2 separate regions of the Zea mays genome follow, and region 2 is linked to region 1. The links are chromatin contacts, called in public Hi-C maps. All regions are on one chromosome and are shown on one strand. The core of a region is the stretch at or near the end of the contact, and the rest is flanking DNA. Distances in the headings are between cores, read along the strand shown.

The links. Hi-C and Micro-C count contacts between places; a contact is called where the count stands out from the background.
Region 2: a Hi-C map of leaf shows a contact between it and region 1, with 7 times the contacts expected there. The contact joins the enhancer-like site here to the promoter of LOC103647464 in region 1. A contact is called at or near these places in 2 of 25 Hi-C or Micro-C datasets (ear and leaf).

Annotation. Positions count from the first base shown.
Region 1 is chr2:189,400,336-189,403,442 of Zm-B73-REFERENCE-NAM-5.0, forward strand. LOC103647464 (keratin-associated protein 5-4) reads left to right here and starts at 1,656. Exons shown (of 5, transcript XM_008672002.4): 1 at 1,656-2,259. The coding sequence starts at 2,128.
Region 2 is chr2:189,499,383-189,502,489 of Zm-B73-REFERENCE-NAM-5.0, forward strand. No RefSeq gene overlaps it. Among protein-coding and RNA genes, the nearest start is that of LOC109944053, 27 kb to the right of the region's middle. Within about 2 kb of position 1,504, at least 15 of the 20 cell types and tissues checked have an H3K27ac peak or open chromatin away from gene starts, as enhancers often do. A contact at or near this core is called in ear and leaf, where this site is marked.

The DNA of each region.
Region 1 (3,107 bases), core at 406-2,905:
CAAGCCTCATCTTCTGCACAGCTGCTTCTTTAACGCAGCTCACATATGGTTCTTTCACGCAGCTGCTTCTTTATTGCACAGATGCAGAGCTGGAGAGGGAGAGCGAGCATCTCCGCTCTTGCCCTCTCACGCAACGCTCGCCGGCGATGGGGCTCCGGCTGCGTAGCCGTTGACTGCGTCAGGCGAAGTTCGTGTGTCGGCGATGGGGATCCTAGATTTGCCCATCGACTATAAATTCTTGGACCCTAGATGCAATAGGAGACACAGAGGAAGAAGAGTACTGGTGAGAAGTCGACTGTCGGAGGAAATCGACGTCGGGGAGAGGAATCTCGCGTCCAAGCCTAGTCGCCGCCGCCTGCTTTACGCCTGTTGCCTTGCGGCTGCTTCGCGTGGGGATATTTTCCACCGCTGAGAGACCGGGCGCCGTTCCAGGTCAGGGGCAACGAAAAAATCATGGACTCGACAGGGGCACCGTTCCAGGCCGAGGGCAACAGGGCTTAACCGAACACCATTTTTTTATGGGTCGGGATTGTTTCCAGGAGGGGGTGATCCACGTGGATCGGGCTGTGATCCCGGCCGGGAAGGGTCTAACCGAACAGGCCCTTATTTGGTGGACTTTGGTGATAGCGAAACAAATCTTACGATATGTATGTTCACCAAGTCAAGTACGAGTTGGTCATGGTATAGAAGATTAGCTCATGTTAAAATGAAACAATCGAATAGATTATTTAGCTCGTGTTGAGCGAGCAAGGAGTACCAAACACATATCGTAGCAAGACTGCAAGAGTATGATGTCAACCATCAAGCCACTTAAGTTGTTCCCCGCGGAGTTGTTTGGACCAAATCATCAATTTGATGGCATGGTAGTGTATTGGATGGTATGAAATTAGCTGAGGTGGAGTATTGTAATTCGTCTAAAGACATGTATAAACATAAGCCCGTACATCGATTTTCATGTACAAGATATAAGTAAGAGATTGCATGATACAATGAGTTGTTTTTAAAATCATTCATATTATAAATGTAGTTTAGAGACAATATATACACAGAAAATCGAGTAGAGGCTGGCTATCCGAGAAGAGAAAGTCTCCTGTATTTTTGTCATTTAGTCTCTAAAGCAATGTTGTACATGTCTTAAAAAGGACTGCAATTTTAGTTACGAGACATGAGTTTGTCTAGATTCGTAGATAGAATTGGCAAGATAATGAAACTTTGGATATTGTAACGTGCTCGTTCTGTAAAAAGAAATGATATTATCATTAGCTGCCACCAGCCGTGAATCTCATACGTTGGGCTGTTGCATCAGGTAGGGTCATTGCTTCTCTGTCGGATGATACGAGTGACCCATCGAGGCCTGTTTTATTAGATCTGAAATCCTCTTCTGAGAAAAGTGGAGCTGCTAAACAGATCCTCGGCGCTCGCCATGATTTCACCGACGCCGCATCATGATGGTTTTGCACTGTTGAGCTCGTCGTCAGCGGAGGCGGACTCGCAAACCACCACCGGAGAAGATTGAGAAGGGTCCAACGGCAACGGCAACGAGACCAAGATCACCATAACGCCGTCCGTGATCCTACTTCCTACCCTACTGTTCCGTCCCACCCCACGGCGGCGTCCCTAGCTTAAACCCCGAACCATGTGGGCCTGGGACCCACGTCGCAGTCAAACAAGGCCCACCTATTAAACCCCAACAGCGTCCTTCCTCCCCTGCTCTCCCGTTTCTCTCTCTCTCTCAACCCCACGCCCCCTTCTCTGCCATTATTGCCCGCGCAGCCATCCTCTCTCTCTCTCCCTCCCGCTCAGTAATCAGTATATGGGGACGTCCTGCTCCTCGCTTCCTCATCCAATCCTCCCACTTCCTCTTCTTCCTCTCATCCTGCTTCCCCTCGCGTGCGCAGACACGAGCGCGCGTGTCCGTCACTCCCGTGCGTGCGATATCCTCCACCCGCCTCAGCCCGCTGTCCCCCTGCTCATCGCCCGATCGCCGCGACTTATACCACCATCAGCCAGCCACCACTCCCTCCTCAACATTCCGCTTCTCTAGTCCCGAACACCGGCCGGCACTCGTTAGGGGGAGGTGTGCCGGTGTGGGAGGTACTCTGCTAGCCGCCAGTACATGTGAGGTCCATGGGGGAGGAGGTGGCGGTGGTGCTGGAGCCCCCACGGCCCAAGTCGCCGCCGAGGTACCCGGACCTGTGCGGCCGCCGCCGGCTGCAGCTGGAGCTGCAGGCCCTCAACCGCGAGATCGACTTCCTCAAGGTGAGGCATCGCCGGCAGGACCGTTCCCTTTCTGTGATTCTGTCTCGTCCCCCTTTGACTTGCCCTAACTAAAAAAAAACTTTCAAAAAAAAAAAAAATCACCACCAGCTGCAGTAAGCATCCGATTCGTCGCGCGCTCTCGTTTTCTAGGAAACATGTGCAGCGTGTAGAAGGGGGGCCAGTACTAGCGTGTGCGTGTGGGGGAGATGCACTAGTTTAATGGCAGGTTGGTGTGCAAAATCTGATCGTTGGAGCACACCACGCCATTTATTTCGTCTTCGTTTGGGGATGAGAGCCTTAAAAATGCGGAGGGATGGAGGGAGGGAGGGCGGCGGATCCCGGCAGCTATTCCCGACGCGCGACAGGCTCGCCCAGCCCAGTTGCCCTCTTCGGGCGTGCCGCGGCTGTACCTCTTGTCCTCTTGGGCCGTGCGGTTCGGTTCCTTGGGAGAAAAGAGGGGACGGGGGCATGGGCAGTGCCGCAGACCGCAGTGGGCAGTGGCACTGGCGCGCTGCCCGTGTCAGAGCTGCGCGTGGAGCGGCGGGTGGGCGTGTCCCCCTTCCGTTCTTGCTCCGCGGACACGCACACGGCATGGCGTTCCTTCGTCAGGCACTAGCGCTATCATGAGTGTTCGTGCAGCAGAGGCAAAGGTGGTGCGCTGCACGGTGCACCGTACAGTACAGTACATGTACTACTGGTGTTTATGGGCTGGGCTGCCACAGTTTTGGGGCTTTCTATGTTCTGGACTAGATTTTGTGTTTTTTTTAATCAAGGGAAACGAGTGTCCTTTTGACGCCGTGCTCTGCTTTAAGGAGCAGATTTGCGACGCTATCCAGGTGAGTAAAGCA
Region 2 (3,107 bases), core at 254-2,753, 99 kb after region 1:
AATTTCTCATTTTACGTACTCTTGTTTTCTATGGATATAATGAATTATATAATTTAATTTTATCTTAGTTTAGTCTAAAAAAACTAGCCCTTTCCTTTAATCCATTCCTCGATCTACCACTGGCTAGATCGTGCACCATGGGCCTGGTTTCGATATTGGGGAGGCATCTAGCAAACGAGCTGAAACTGGGACGCACAAAAGGTGTTACTACCTTAGAGACCATTTACAAGAGATCCAAAAAATAATATCCCAATACATAGAAAATGGATCTCCCTAAATCTTTAGTTCCAAAAAAAGTAAACCATCTCAAACAACTCTCAATATATTCGACATGCTTATTCAATCAGAGTGCATATGATTCAGTTTCAGCTATACCAGCCATAGAACCATGCTCCTCCTTTTTCAGTCCCTTGCTGTTGCTAGAAACTGGAGCAAGAGCTAAGAGATCAAAGGTTTTTTAGGAGTCTCAAGCATATCAAAGTAGTTGTTCTTGGATTTAATCCGAAATGTTAATCTAAAACGATTTCTAGTGTTTCTATAGTATTTTGTCTCTGTAGATTGCGGCTACAACAATTTGAACAGTTGGTTTTAATCCGAAACGAACAACCCTGGCAAGTGAGCCATTTGCACAACATGTGTTATGTCTCCTCTATGAACTGGCAAGCACAACACGTGGTCTGAACGCTTTGACGCGGGCTAGTGAAGTGGCGCATGGAGAGATACGGGCCTCGATGGGGAGCTTGTGCGGCGACAGAGGTTTGCATCGTGGAGAGGTTTGTTTTCGCCTGCGGTAGTTTAGGTCTTTAGAGACACTGCTTAGGGTACTGTTGAAGGCATTTTTCCCTTTTTTTCTAAAATAAAGATTAGGATCAAGGTTTTAAGGGTATCTTGGAGATGCTCTTAGGCTAGGCTCCTTCATGCCTGGTAGAGAAAAAGAGATGCGAGATTTACAACTTTGCCATTATAATTTATGGGCTTCATTATAGGACCCATAAATTATAGACATAAATGGTCCCATAAGTCATAGATACTGGATGATATAACAACAAAGAGACAAAACTGAGATGGGCAAAACAACAATTTATTTTATGCGGTACCCAACAAACACAACTACTAGATTCAGTGGCGTAGCTAGGATTTTTTTATGAGGTATGCCATAAAAATTTCATAGATTATTTAGTATGACTATAATGATTTGGTATACAATTCAAAACATAAAGATAACAACAACATATGAAACTATAGATTTAACATTTAAGTCTATAAGCGCAAACATTAAAATACAAATATAATATAAAATAGTGTAAATATGAAACAGAAAATACACTAAACATCACTAATCAAAATTGCAAAGAAAAAAATAGGGTACACTAAAAATTTACCTTCTCCGATTGGGGCTCTACAGTCTGCACGAGGGAACAAATCAGATCTCTTAGAGAGGCCAGATGGAAGAGCTGGGATGAGAACGAGGTGGAGACGTGGAGCGGTTCAGGAATCAGGAAAGCGAAGCTAGTATCCCGCAAATTCCAGCTCCAAGGACTGGGCTCCACCCAGGCCTGGTTAATTTTGGGCCCATTCACATTCCCGAGGCTCAATCCAAAATACTCAGAGGGCTTTCGGAGCTGGGAGTATTGAGCCCGCTTAGTTCAGGCAAGAGCCCATTTATCTCGAATCCAATCGAATAGTCCTCCTATTTTATCTCAAATTGATAATCTCTACTAATAGAAGTGTAGACCGCCCCCGTCTCTGCCCACACGCCCTCCCGCAAATCCCGCCGCGCTTCCAACCACCTCCACAACCGACAGCACATGATCCGGCTGCTGGCGCTCGTCGCTGGGGAGCACCCACGGGACGCCGTCGCGCCGCTCGTGACCAGGCTCCTGGCCGCCGCGCTGCGCCGCGTCCCTCCTCCGTTGAAGCGTCCCCAATCCTCTGGGACTCAAATGTGATACGATTACTAGTCCCAGGAGGCTAGTAAACACATTTATACATTAGATGATACCAAATCTGCTTAAACGAGACAAACCTATAAAGGTGGCGATCAACTTTAAGAGTTGGTCCACAACTCGGGACATATCATCAGAGTGGGGCTGAAGCAGCCCGATATACGCAACGAAGCAAATCAGCGGTCCAACAGCCACAGGCAAGGTTGGGAACAGTCGTAACTCTTACCCGATCTCCTTTTTCTGAAAAACAACAAATAAGCAAGGGTGAGTACAAACGTACTCAGCAGCCCACCTTCACCCGCGGAATGGGGAAATCAGATATAATGCATGGAATATGTGGAGCTCAAGATATTTTGCAGAAACAACAATATTTTATGCAGAGTTGTTTTGAAAAACATTTTGTATTTTTGCAAAGCGCATCCTCTCCAAAAGGAGCAGGAAGTTTTTCAGTATTATAACAAAATCCCGTGGACTAAACCATCCAGGTATCTCAGCAATTCCCACTGGTTTTCATTTTCAAAAACAGCTACTGGACTTCCCGTCCACCATAGCTCACGGCTCAACCGCCGAACCTTGTAAAAACCACTTTTCAAAAGCATCTCTTTTTTTTTGGAAAACAAAACATTAATTGCCATACCATACCAGACTCGTCCATTCCTGTGGACACAGACTATTCGAATAGGTTTTCAAACTCTGCGCAGAGGTGTACACTTTACCCACTAGTCCGGCTCTGCGATCTCATGATCAATGAGATCCGAATCCGAATCTCTTTCTTTCCCCGCACGTCCTAACCTTAACGGTTATCTGGAAGGAGTCAGGCCACCACCATGTCCAAACCGGACAAAACTTTCCCCCTCCTTATCCTCCCGGTGCTCCCCAGCCTTCATAACCCTGGGGTTGGACGTACGAGTTCAGATTGAGTGACTGCCCACACAGTCTCAAGTGGTTGTACTTATCATGAGTATAGGTAGTGAAAGATGACAAACCGGTCCTTATACGAGGGGACAATCCTTCTGCTCACGCCTAAACCAGCTGAGCCATCACCTTAGGCCCTCCCCTAAACCAGGGAGTCCCTGATTATCCGTACTCAAAGGTGATAAGGGTGAAAACCCTTCATCATACACATTTTGAAAAACATTTTCTTTTGAAAACTCACACCTT